2 separate regions of the Triticum aestivum genome follow, and region 1 is linked to region 2. A link is a contact called in public Hi-C data. All regions are on one chromosome and are shown on one strand. The core of a region is the stretch at or near the end of the contact, and the rest is flanking DNA. Distances in the headings are between cores, read along the strand shown.

The links. A called contact is a pair of places that touch in the nucleus more often than the background predicts.
Region 1: a contact with region 2 is called in a Hi-C map of leaf, with 4 times the contacts expected there. The contact joins the promoter of LOC123145447 here to the promoter of LOC123141789 in region 2. A contact is called at or near these places in 2 of 5 Hi-C or Micro-C datasets (both in leaf).

What each region holds. Positions count from the first base shown.
Region 1 is chr6D:409,734,815-409,741,380 of IWGSC CS RefSeq v2.1, reverse strand. It overlaps LOC123145447 (PLAT domain-containing protein 3), which reads left to right and starts at 2,197. Exons shown (of 2, transcript XM_044564860.1): 1 at 2,197-2,431; 2 at 2,529-3,303. The coding sequence starts at 2,339. The coding sequence ends at 2,993. LOC123145448 reads left to right here. Exons shown (of 4, transcript XM_044564861.1): 4 at 1-2.
Region 2 is chr6D:409,554,881-409,561,708 of IWGSC CS RefSeq v2.1, reverse strand. LOC123141789 (G-type lectin S-receptor-like serine/threonine-protein kinase At1g34300) reads left to right here and starts at 1,947. Exons shown (of 2, transcript XM_044560864.1): 1 at 1,947-2,174; 2 at 2,258-3,638. The coding sequence starts at 2,063. The coding sequence ends at 3,477.

The DNA of each region.
Region 1 (6,566 bases), core at 948-3,447, 180 kb before region 2:
AATTACTCGGGCCATCTTTTGCTTCACGGGACATTTTCCTGAATCTACCCGTAACTGAACTGTGTCTTGTGCGAAATCTCGGCATAATTCCCAGGAAGCATCCGAACTACAGAAGCCCTGAATACTGAACTGGTTGTGCTTCATGCTGTAATTAGGGGACATGGAAATCTTAGCTCATAGTCCAAAATTCTCATTGGATTCTTGCTAATCATAGAAGCCTGCAGTGTTGATCCAATTATGCATTTGATCAAGGGGAGGGATAGGTTGTTTTAGCAAATCTGGAGATGTTAAATGCGAGGTGGGTCTAGTAATGTGGCGGCATGTGGCATAACATGGCCAACATGAGAGCAACCCACGCACGGGGAAGAACAGATCCGGTCCTGCCGCGATGGGGATCGTATTATTAGTACCCTGTGCCGTGCCGTTTACCAGGGCCTTGTCTTCTGGGATTCCCTTGGGACACGTTCATGGTCTTCAATGCTCATGTCTTTATTTGGTTTTGTTTGAGAGGTGTCCCTCATATTTGTTACTAGTACTACTATAAGAGCAACTCTAATGGGCGATCCATTTCGTCTTCCGCCATCCGTTTGGGTCGGCGCGGACACAAAAAGCGGTCCAACGCGCCGACTCAAACACGTGTCCGCTTTTCGTCCGTGGGCGACCCATTCCCGGCCCATTTTTAGCCGGATTTGCGTCGGCGCGGACACGAGACGGACGCGCGCGCTCGCCCTCTCCTCTTCCCGGTCCCGCTGGTCGGTGGCACATTGCCCTCTCCCCATCCAACATCGCCCCTCGCCCGCCTCCTTCGTCGCCGACGCCGCCTGCCAATTCAACATAGATAGTACCAAGGATCAACTGTTAAAAGAAAGATGAACTACTCGTTGGGGTGGCCGGATAATTTAAGGATACATAGATAGTTCATAGCATAGACTGTTAAAAGAAAAGATTAACTACTCGTCGTTTTCCGACTCTGACTCGGTAATGTCCTTCTCCGACGTCTGAATGTAGGCATCAGCATACCGCTCGTCCTCGGAGTCCCAGGACGACGCTTCTCCTAGCTCCATTTTCAATTGAGCGGCCTGCTTCCGCGCACGCTTGTTCTCCCGATAGGCGGCTCGCTCCGTCCTCCTTGCCTCGCCCTCCGTCCTCCGTTGCTTGTAGAACTGGCGCTCGTTGACGATGTCCTGCGGGAAGCGTTCGCGCCACACCGCCATGGCTTCCACATCCATCTCGGCGATGGCGAGGCGACGCTGCCGCCTCCGGTTGTCACGACGATCCTCGTCGGTGAAAAGCCGCGGGAGAGGTGCAAGATCCTGCGCCCGCTGGCTCGTCGACGCGTCGGGAAAATTCATCTCCCGACGAGGCCGTCGGAGGCGCCACGCCGCCGCGTCGTACGCGCGGGCCGCCTCCTCTGCGGTGTCGAAGGTGCCGAGACTGAGGCGTTTTTCACCAAACCAGATTTCGAAGGAGAAGGCGCCGAAGCGGCGCTCGCGGACTCTGCGAAAATCCGAAGCGCCCAGGCGGCGCATCGACATGGTGGCGCAGAGGCGGCGAGGCGGCGAAGCGAGTGGGCGGCCGACAGAGTGTGGAGGGAACGCCTTCTTAATAACGCGCGCCGGACGCGGTGCGCCAAAACCAGCGCGCTAGGCCGATTTTTTCCCGCGCGCGATCCTTTCCCGCACGCTGGAGCACCAAAACCAGGGCGACGACATGGCCACTGGCATGATCTATGGCCGTGGGCCTTTTTTCTAAAAAAATTGCGCGCGGACATAAAATGGGCCGGCGCATTGGGTGCCCTGCCGACTCAAATCTAAAAGAGGTCGGACGTCGAACGGGCGGCCGACCCAAACGGACAAAAAACGGACGAAATCGCCGTCCGTTTGGGTCGCCCCATTGAAGTTGCTCTAACTGCTTCAAATTCCACGATGTATAGATCATCTTAAGCTTAGACCTTCTGTCATTGCGATCGGATCCTAGGTTGTTTCATTGCTTGACGATCTTTTCTTTCGAACTCAGTGTTCGTATCGTACTACTAGTATTAGTATGAAGATATTTGGAACGAGCAACTGTGGAGGGAGCGGGGCGGGTGGCGCGGCCCTGTCTGTCCTCTGTCGGCCATGATGCGTCCATTGAATAATGCAGGATTAATTCAGACGAGCAGGGACAAAACTGCACAGTTTTTAAAAGCTTTCCGGATCGGATCGACGCCACGGTGGCACGGTGACAGCCAAGGCCCCACGCGGCCTCATCACCCACTTCCATTTTATACCATCCACTCCCCCCCAGCAATCTCCGCATCTGAAGACACCAAGCTCGATCGCGCTCCGACCCGTCAGCCATGGCTCGGCTCGCCGCCCTCCTCCTCGCCTTCGCCGTCGCCGTCTCCGCCGCCGCGCTGGCGCATGGCCGCGATCTCCCGACCCAGATCAAGGTGACTCACCGTCCTCCCTCTCCTCTCCTCGCGACATGATTATTGCTCTGCTCGTGTACTCATCGCGTTTACCTTGCCGGCTTCGACGGATCCGCAGCTGACCAAGGGCGGTGGCGCGGTGGGCGGCGACAGCCAGGAGTGCGTGTACACGGTGTACGTGCGCACGGGGTCGATCTGGAAGGCCGGGACGGACGCCAACATCACGCTGGAGCTCTACACGGCGGGCAACGCCGACGGCGTGGCGATCGCGGACCTGCCGTCGTGGGGCGGGCTCATGTGGGGGGGCCACTCCTACTTCGAGCGCGGCAACCTGGACATCTTCAGCGGGCGCGGGCCGTGCATGGCCGGCGCGCCCTGCCGCATGAGGGTGTCCTCCGACGGCACCGGCGCGCACCACGGCTGGTACTGCAACTACGTGGAGGTCACCGTCACCGGCCCGCACCGCGGCTGCGCCCAGCAGCTCTTCACCGTCGAGCAGTGGCTCGCCACCGACGCCGCGCCCTACAAGCTCGAGGCCGTCGTCGACCGCTGCCCCGCCGATGGCACCGCCGCCGAGGAGTAAGATCGAGTAAGCTGTACGCCGGCCTCTTCGTCATCGTGTGTGGTTGGTAGCAATAAGCTGCGGGGCCGTTCGTGCCGGCCCCGTGATCCGCGTGCGCCGCGCCGGACGCGGAGATGTACTACTAGATGAGTTCGTGCTGCTGGTGGTGGCGAAATAATCGGGACCTGATTTGTACTGTGTGCCATTAGTGAGAGTTGTGATTAGTTGCGGTGGCTGTTTTGTACGTTGATGATGTCGATATGGCATCTCCATTTGTGTGGATCTTGTCCATGTTTTCATGCACTCCTACATCAGTAACATGTCTTCTCTCTGCTGGCCGGTGCATGACTGTAGATTCAGTTCCAAGCTCTAGCCACCGGCAGACGGCGTCCGTGGTGCAGCAGCGTAGCCTACTCGTGGTGTCCGGCTCCCGCGCGGATAGTAGCTCGAGCTAGAATGTCAATGCACCTGCACACGACGTGCGTGCCACGGTGGTTGATGATTTCTCGACGCTTTCAGGGCGCGCGGCTCATCAAAATTAAAACATTAGAGTGGAATCAGCATTCAGCGAGCAATTTATAAACAACGGGTGATTATAATTTAGAGGAAATATTTCTGGGTATCTGCCGACTAACGCCCACTCAACCTGTTTTTTGTCAAATAAGATTTTTCCCAGAGGATTCTCTGCGAAGATGTTCTATATACGATGAAAAAGGGAGAAATGACTGAGGGCATCTCCAATGCCGTGCCGCAAATCGGACTCACCGTCCGTCCGTAGAGCTAGATGTCGTCGGATCCTATTCCCCGCGCAGGTCGGGGGATAGCGACTAAACGAGCTTTCACGCCTGCAGTACTGGGCTGGCCCATTTCGTATCTTCTCTATTTCTCCAAAACCCTTTTTTTTACTCTTTTCATTATTTTTTTCGGTTTTCTCTTCTTCTTTCCTTTATTTTTTTTGCTCTTTACATTTTCATTAAAATTTTCGGAAATATGGAAATAAAATTTTAAATTCGTGATTTTTTTGAAATATGGGAACAGCTTTAAAGTTCATTAATGTTTTCTAAACTTTGAGAACGTTTTGCAAGTCTGTGAACATTTTTTACCTCAAGGAATATATTTTGAAACCATGAATATTTCTCAAGTTCGTGAACATTTTTCATAAATCCAAGATCATATTTTCAAATTCATGAGCATGTTACAAAAAACAGGATCATTTCTTCAAATTGGTGAAATTTAGGAATATTTTTTGAAATCCTAGACAGTTTTTCAGAAATTTTGAATTTCGAGAACATTTTTAAAAATCATGGAAAAAATTAATTTCATTTTTTGAAATCCCAAACATTTTTTTTAATTTGTGATTTGCAAACATTTTTATTTTCATAAGTTTTTCTGAAATCCTGACTAATTAGTTGAATTTGGAATTTGTAAACATTTTTCGAATTTCATTACTTCTATTGAAATACCAAACTTTTTTTCTGAATTCGGGATTCATGAACATTTTTTATATTAAAAGAGGATAAATAAATAAAAACAATAAGATGAAAAAACGGCCGCCCCGATCCGCACATGGGCCGACCCAAAGAGCTCTGACGAGTAGAGGGGTGCGCAATTGCTCGCTTTCTACCGCGTGACGCGTATAATAGCAAAATCACTACTTAAGGGTTCGTCCTTGCAAAGGCCATTACCCACCTTCTCTGCTCCTGACAAGTGGCATGCAGCATGTGCACCACTTTGTCGCAATATAGGAGTTTTCTCTTTTTTCATAGATTTTTTGTTCAAAATAATTTATATGTTTGAACTATCTTTTTTAAGAGAAATTGGAATAAAAAAACCAGAAAAACGAATAAAAACCACAAGAAAGAAATCATAACCTGAAAGGATGATTCCGGTTTTCACTTCTTTTTGAAAGCACATGCTGTGTTTTTCTTTTTTTTCGGGGAAGCACTAGATGTGCTTTCTGTAGAAGATAGATTGTGCTTTTCCCTTATTTGGAATGCACAATTATGTTTTCCCCTTTTTGAAAAGCACACTCATGAAAGCACAAACTATGTTTTTTTAGAAGCACAACTGTTCTTCGAAAAAAGCTTTCCTTCATTGTTTGGGTGACGAGTGCGTTACCTTCAACCCCGGGCGGAGGAGGAGGGCGCGTCTCAGCAAACGCAGCGGCCCAAGATCTAGGGTTCTCTGCCTCCCGCTGGCACCGGTCCGTCCCGTCTCTGGTGGCCTTAGGGCCATGGAGACGGAGTGGATCTCGGCCCTTGCCGGTGGGAGGGCTCCGCTTTTAGATCTTTTTTTTAGCTTTGTTAGGGTTTATGTCCTACTCAGAAAGGCGAGACGGCGGCGGCTCCCTGAAGATGGAATAAAGGTCTCCCCGCCTAGCCCCGTTCCGGTGATGCGTCTAGCATCATCGGTGGGCGTGTGGAGGTGTGTCTCCGGCGGATCTGTCTTTGGTGGATTTGCTCGGATCTGTTCGTCGTTCGTCTTCGTTCGTGTGTCTTCAAGTTGGATCCTTTTGATCTACACTCTTCATCTACGACGGTTGCTGTTCTGATGCGTTGGTTCTACGGGGCCTTAGCACGACGACTTCCCGACTGTCTACTACAACAACGTTTGCCCGGCTCCGGCAAGGGAGAGGCGATGACAGCGGCGCGCCTTCGGCTCGCTTCAGTGCTTGTAGTCGTCGCTATGTGGTCTACGGATCTGGATGTAATTTTTATTATTTCTAGTGTTTGTTGTACCATGGTTGAAGAGGAATAGATTGAAAGTTTTTCTTGCAAAAAAAAAAACTGTTCTTCGAAAAAAAACAACAAATTTCTCACCAAATTCTAGCAAAGCAAGGTAAAAGACAAAAAAAAGAACACATGCAGAAAACAAAAAACATGCTCCCGCGGGATGCACACAGCGCGACACACGTGGTGGCACACTGGGAGCTGACGAGGGCCCCGCCGATTAGTTGCTCTCTGAGCTCCCCTATACGCCGCCCGTACTAATTCCTATTACAACTCGCCTACATTGCAACAGTCTTTGGGTCGGCCCAATACTGTAGCTACGGACAAGCTTTTTGTTTTTTCTTACCAGTCTGTTCACTAGTTTGCATCGGCTTTCTTTGTCTTTTTTGGCTTTCTTCAGATTTTCCTTTTTTTCTTTCTTCCCTTCGGTTTTTTGTTTCTTATTCTTTATTGCATTTTAAAATTATTTTTCTCTTGTGTCAGCACATGTCTAATTTTTTCATTAGTGCTGTACATATTTTTACATCTTGAATATTTCTCTACACACATTTAACATTTTTAAATACATGATATGTGAGTCAACTAAGCAAGGCTACGCCCACAATGAGGGAAAATGGATCGACTCAGTTCATTGGTTCTGATTATATTTTTTCTCATTCTTGTTGATTTTTTTTTGCTTTCTAGTTCTTTCCTTTTACTGGTTTTTTTGTTCTGATTTTTTTCTTCAAAAAGACAGGCTATTGCCACTCCCTTCCAAGTAGGGTGGTGGAATATTCCAAAAGCCCATTAACTATTAATCCACATAGCTATAACTCGCAGTGGCACACATACGGCGACCCATTTGCTTAAAGTGCACTCGTTATTT
Region 2 (6,828 bases), core at 698-3,197:
TGGTTTGTGCTCCTCGTAATCAATCTAGCACACATGGACATGAACGATAGCCACACTAGCACTTCTGCATACATTAGAGTGCTAGATTCTTTTGTTTCCTTCTTTGGACCCAACTATGGGGAGACGTCATATCTGAGGTGAGGGTGGGGTGCAGCAAATAAAAATGGAAGGTTCGTTGCCACTGACACCCCCCTGCCCCCCGCGAACGATTTCGTTCGATTCAGCAAACCCCCCGCATGAACAGGACGTCACGCGGGTCCTTAGCTAGGCCTCCTGGCCCAACAGAATTCTCTTTGCACAAAAAATAAAAAAGTGTCGAAGTTGTCCAAAAACAAAATTGTATATACAAAAAAACAGAAACTTTATGGCATATGCAATAAGTATTAACATTAACATGCAGTGTACAATAATGGCCATGTTATATACAAAAAAAATGCTGACGTCTATTACAATACGACAAAAATCGTGCATAGTAAAATTTGCATGGAACTGTAGAAAGACTAAACTTGTAGAAAAATTGGCATGACGTAGATCAAAACCAAAAACGCACAAACGGTGCAAGGTTGCCATGACGGGAGATGTTTTAACGTAAGCTTACCTTATGTAAGTGACGTGTATGGAATTTAAAAAATGACATGCACAAGAAACTAAAATGTGTCATATCTTAGGAACATGAAATGAAAAACTTAACAAATATGAATTGCTATTATGTGTGAACCTAAATTGCCATTGTTTTGTATAAGACGATGGAAAAAGGGAAAATATATGAAAATAGTCTAATGAAAACAAAATTTTGCTAGTAGAACAAACTATTTCACAATTCGCCATGATGCTATTTTTTTACAGATGGAAAGTTCTACAAAAAATTTGATTCATAAAAACAATATGCACAGATGAGCGCGCGCGGTGGAGCATCTCGCCAGGGATGTGGTCGTCGTCGGGTGAGTTGGTGACTAATATCCTTCACGACCGACTTTGTGCGCTAATGTAGCCGTTTATACTGCTTCAAGATTCATGACTAATATCCTACCGTCCAATAGCCGTTCACTCTAAAATTCTAAAAATCTTTTTTTTAGAAACTGAAATTCTAAAAACCCGACGTGTGATTTTTGGTGTTTCGTCTTTAGTTTTGCCCGGATCCTCGACCTCATCAAATTTTACACCACGTGCATTCTCCACCTCCCTCGATCACTCGAATTCCTAAATCTAAATCGGCAAATCGTCTTCTTTCGGCGATCCCTAAATCGTCTTCCTCCGGTGACCCAAAGCCCGACGCCTTCCATGGCCTCATCGAGCTCTTCCCAAACTGTTCACCTTTAATAGGGGTCTTTGTCGCTTATCACTTGCATTATTAGCATATTGTTTGCTTATCTTGGTATATAGTTTGAGTGTTTGACCTTCGGTTTAGCCAACGCGGCTGCATTCCAGTGTAGACTTTGGCAGAAACCTGGAGATACGATCCACGAGCATGGTAAGGCGTTGTTTTGCGGGTGTTGCGGTAGCCCGTCCACGGTCACCGTGTTGTCCTTTGTAACCGCGGCAAGCCGCCAGATAGTCTGTAATTGCTCTTTCTTCTTCTTCTTCTTCTTCTTCTAATACATCGACACGCAAAGCTTTTGCATGGTAAAAGAAAAAGAAAATTAAACTTCGCTTGGCTGAACTCTATCTGTCTTGACCAATTCTTCAAACACCTGAGGATAAGAAAGAGTGAGGGTTTTGCTGCGTCATCTTGACCTTCACTGTTCCAAATTTCTTGGACGGAATCTGCAGCTGCAATGACATGATTGGCGTCCGATCGAGCTGACCGTTCGCAGCAAAAGTTTGACACGGATTTTCTTCACGCGTTTACGTTCTTTCCAAGGATCTTCGCCGTGTTGAATGGGTGGCGTGCTAGTAGTACTTGAAAACAAAACAAAAACAGTGGCCGCTTCTATGTCGATCATGACCAAGGATCTCCTATTTCAGCCCAGACCGCATGTAAAGCTGCAGAATCGTCCTTGCTTAACCTTCCATTGTAGAACCCATTTCTTCTTCTCCCAGACGAGCAAACCAAGTCATCAGCATGTCTACCACCCCCTTCCCGTTCCCCACTGACAACGCACCACCATCATTCGGCGACGATTTTAACAAACAAGTCTCCAGAACCACCAACTCATTCCTTACCATCATCGTCGGTGCGCTCCCAACAGATCTAACACTGAACAATAATCCAAGATGATGTGTGTCTAACTCCGATTTTTGCATCTCATTCATGCAGTTGTTTCGGTGCTGAGCATCCTGGGATCCGTCGCCATAGTCTACTTCGTGTACAGGTGCGTCAAGAAGAACGGCCTCCCGGCCATCAACATCAACACCACCAGCCCCGCGCCGGCGGGGAGCACGACGCTGTACGCTGTGGTGCCGGACTCCCAGATACGGGACGCCACCGTCGAGCGGTTCCTCAAGGAGATCGCCGGCAAGAAGCCCATCCGGTTCACTCCGCAGCAGCTCTCGGGCTTCACCAACAACTACTCCGCCCGGCTCGGCGCCGGCGGCTTCGGCGCAGTCTACAAGGGCATGCTTCCCAACGGCCTCATGGTCGCCGTGAAGCGCCTCCACCCCGGCCACGACGACAGGACCTCGCAGGAGCAGTTCATGGCGGAGGTGGGCACCATCGGGAGGACGCATCACATCAACCTGGTCAGGCTGTTCGGCTTCTGCTACGACGCCGGCGTGCGCGCGCTGGTGTACGAGTACATGGAGCACGGCGCGCTCGACTCGTACCTCTTCGACCGGAGCCGCTACGTCGGCTTCCAGACATTGCGCGCCATCGCCGTCGGCGTCGCCAGGGGGCTCCGGTACCTCCACGAGGAGTGCCAGCAGAAGATCGTGCACTACGACATCAAGCCCGGCAACGTCCTCCTCGACGGCGGCCTCACGCCCAAAGTGGCCGACTTCGGCCTCGCGCAGCTGCTGAACCGGGCGGACACGCACAAGACCGTCTCTGGGATGCGCGGCACGCCCGGGTACGCCGCGCCGGAGATGTGGATGCAGGCCGGCGCCACCGAGAAGTGCGACGTCTACAGCTTCGGCATCCTCTTGTTCGAGATCCTCGGCCGGAGGAGGAACTTCGACGAGGCCGCGCCGGAGAGCCAGCAGTGGTTCCCAAAGCTGGCGTGGACGAAGTACGAGAGCGGCGAGCTAATGGAAGTCGTGGCGAGTTGTGACGGCGCGTGCGAGGAAGACAAGAAGGCAGCGCATAGGATGTGCGAGGTGGCGTTCTGGTGTGTGCAGCAGCAGCCGGAGGCGAGGCCGCCGATGGGTGTGGTGGTGAAGATGCTCGAGGGCGAGATGGACATTGCTCCGCCCGCGAACCCGTTCCAGCATCTCATGGCAACGCCGGCGGCGGCGAACCTGTGGACCACGGGGACGAGCACCGTGAACTCAGTGTCGACCTCGGCAAATGGTGTTCCTCGTGGTAGCGACGAGATCGTTTAAGCTATGGGATGCTCTACAGTTGACTCGATCGTAAGCCCAAGGAAACCTTTTCCTTGGAACAATAGACGTAGAGCATAGGCATTGGTTAAACGTTATTGTAAAATTTGTACTCCCTCCATTTCTAAATATAAACCCTTTTAAGGAGGGAGTAATTCACAACACACATGTGTCGCAAAACATCGTCTGCTTTGTTGTCATCTGCTGCCTACAATGGAGGTTTCATCTCTGCGCTCTCATGCAAATGCTAAGCATGCATGAACCATGTTTACCCCTCTCTTCTATGTCTCCCTACCTAGTCATGTCTTAGCGCCGCCCCTCGTGGTTGTCGTATTTTTTGGTTACCCCGAGAACTCGCAGTACCCCAAGACGATGCGGTCTAGCCCCCACTTGCTTTCTCTGAGAACGTATCTCGTGCAACGAGCGAACTCATGCACCAGATGCACCAATTGCACATGGGCCGTTGGATGCAAAAGAGAGGGACAAGATCTGGCTGTGAGATGACCCGCTGGTATATTTGCAAAACAGACCTTGCAATGCAACTAAATCAACCGAATTGACCTCCCCATGCCCCAATTTGTACCCAATTCATCTATGTTCCCTTGTCATCTCTGTACTGCTGCAACAACCTTGATCTAGGACAAAATCGTGATGTATGAATATCTCTAGGCTGGATGCGATCTGCAGCACCAAAGTGATGAAAATTTTAACATGGCCCATGCGTAAATTTGGAGAAATCTCAAATGGACAATGCAATAGAATGTGCAATATTTGTGATGTATGAATATCTCTAGGCTTTTCAAGTAGCAACGTTACTCTACTGTGACTGAACCAGATATCTCAAGATTGTATATGAAGACATGTATTTCATACATTTTTTTGACCAAGCTTCTGTTTTAAACAATGCATGCTAGCCAAGAAAATTGTGTCACTATTTGTTTTGTGCTTTTCATTCTTTCTTCTCAAAGGTTAATACCATAGCAAGTAATTCATTCTTTCTTACAAAACTTCATTATTTTGATTTTGATTTTGTTTTGTTTTAACTTTATTTTATTTCTTCTTAAGGGTAAATGCTAATGCCACTAACTCGCTGCTTCTTAGACAACTTTTTTTTTGCGAAAATTCCAGTATTATATGTTTATTCTTCCATATGATGGAAACACACAATTTTTTTCAATATTTGTTTCAATTATTTTCAATTATCTTCTTCTTAAAGGCTACCAATGCCACTAATTCCTTCTTTCTTACAAAACTTCATTATTTTGATTTTTTTCCTTTTTATTTCATGTTCTTTCTTCTTAAAGGATAATACCAATACCACTAATTCATTCTTCCTTAAAGAATTTTATTATTTGATTTTGTTCTAGTTCCTTTTTTTCTTTTTTCAAGGGTAATACCAACGCCATTAATTCATTCTTCCTTATAATACTTTTTTTAGTTTTTATTTCATTTTCTTTATTTTAGGGGTAATACCAATGCCGCTAATTCGTCTTTCTTGTAAAATTCATATTTTGATTTTGATTTAAATTTTATTTTATTTTCTTTCTTCATTAAGGGTAATAACAATGCCACTAATTAATTCCTTTCAAAAAACTTTTCTTTCCGAAACTTTCACTATTATATGCTTATTCTTGCATATTTTAAAATATCACAATTTCCTTGCATTTTTTTTTTGAAAATTGTGTCATTATTTGATTTATATATTTTTATTTCCTTTTAAGTGTAATATAACACCACAAATTCATTCCTTCTTAGAAACTACTTATTCATCGGTATTACCACTATTTCAATTTTATTAGAAATTTCATTATTTTGATTTGGTTTTCGTTTTTATTTTCTTTCTTCTTAAAGGGAAATACCAATGTTTCTAATTTTTTTCTTTCCTCTCTAAGGGTAATACCAATGCCACTAATTAATTTTCCTTATAATACATTATTTTTTTGATTTTTTTTCTTTTTATTTCATTTTTCTTCTTCTTTAAGGGTATAACAATGACACTAATTCATTATTCCTTGTAAAATTTCATTAATTTGATTTTTTATTTAGAAAACTACCAAATCATTGGTATTTCCACTAATTCATTCCTTTTAAAGATTATTTTTCTCTCGTTATTTTTATTTTGTTCGTGGATTCCTTAAGGTGACACCACCACTAGTATTAGAGTTTCAAGCAACCGATCCTTTTTCTTATTTTAAAATTGTACTATTATATGCTTATTCTTGCGTATTATAAAACGGCAAATTGTGTGCAAATTTTGTCTTATTTGTGCGTATTTGTTTCATATTTTTCATTTTCCTTCTTCTTTCAGGTTAATACCAATGCCACGAATTCATTTTCCTTAAAACTCATTTTTTTTGTTTTATTTTTTATTTTTTATTTAGCGTACTAGTATAGATGGAATGAGAAGGCTAGAGAAATGTAGAAGTTTTATGTTCTATTCTGTTGCACATAGTTGCATAATATTATTTATGTATGTATTAGTTATTATTTTCATGCACGCGCGCATACGGCACACTACAGTCTCCTGCATGCAAAAAAAGGTCACTGACCTAAATTACTTATTCAGGAGTCAGTCCCTTTTTCTTACACAATGGCCATCTTCAAGCAGCGACTTAGAGGTAAATACACTGGAAGTCTTAGAACTTGCACGCGATGGTCGGTTTGGTGCACAAAGTTATAAAAAACGTGATTGTGGTCATCGAACTTGAGGGGGCGTGCAAGTACGGTCACATATTCCATAAGCGGGCGTATCCGGTGCTTGTGTGGCACGCCAGCGTAGACAGGGCCCACTGTCAGTGACACATGCATGCATTTTTACACAAAATCCCCTTGCCTTTTTCTTTTTTGCGAAAAAGGCTAACCACTAGTGGGTTCTTCCTGTTAGTAGGAACAAAAATTAACTTGAAGTTGTGTGACTGCTACGCGTCTCGAACCTGCAACCAGACGCTCGGCCTTAATGTAAAATAACAGTGGCGCGTGGAGCAGAAATGGACTGCGGTCCGCTCGGACCATTTTGCACTTTTTGTTTTTTCTGAAATTCGTAGTATGTAAATAATAATATCAATAATAAGACAACTTGCAAATGTTGTTCATGTATTATTATTTAAAAATAATAATTATGAGTTATAAAAAACGTTTGTATAATCATCATACAGATATTTTTCAAAATATTCAAAATTATAAAATGTACCTATTTTAGAAATTCGTGGAATATTTTTTAGAATGTCCATTACTAAAAAATGTTTGTATAATAGCACCGGTTCGTTTTATTTTAGAAATTTGTGGAGCATGAAACTTTTTCATGTATTATTTTGAAATATTTTTATGAATAATTAAAAAATTGTATAATTATAA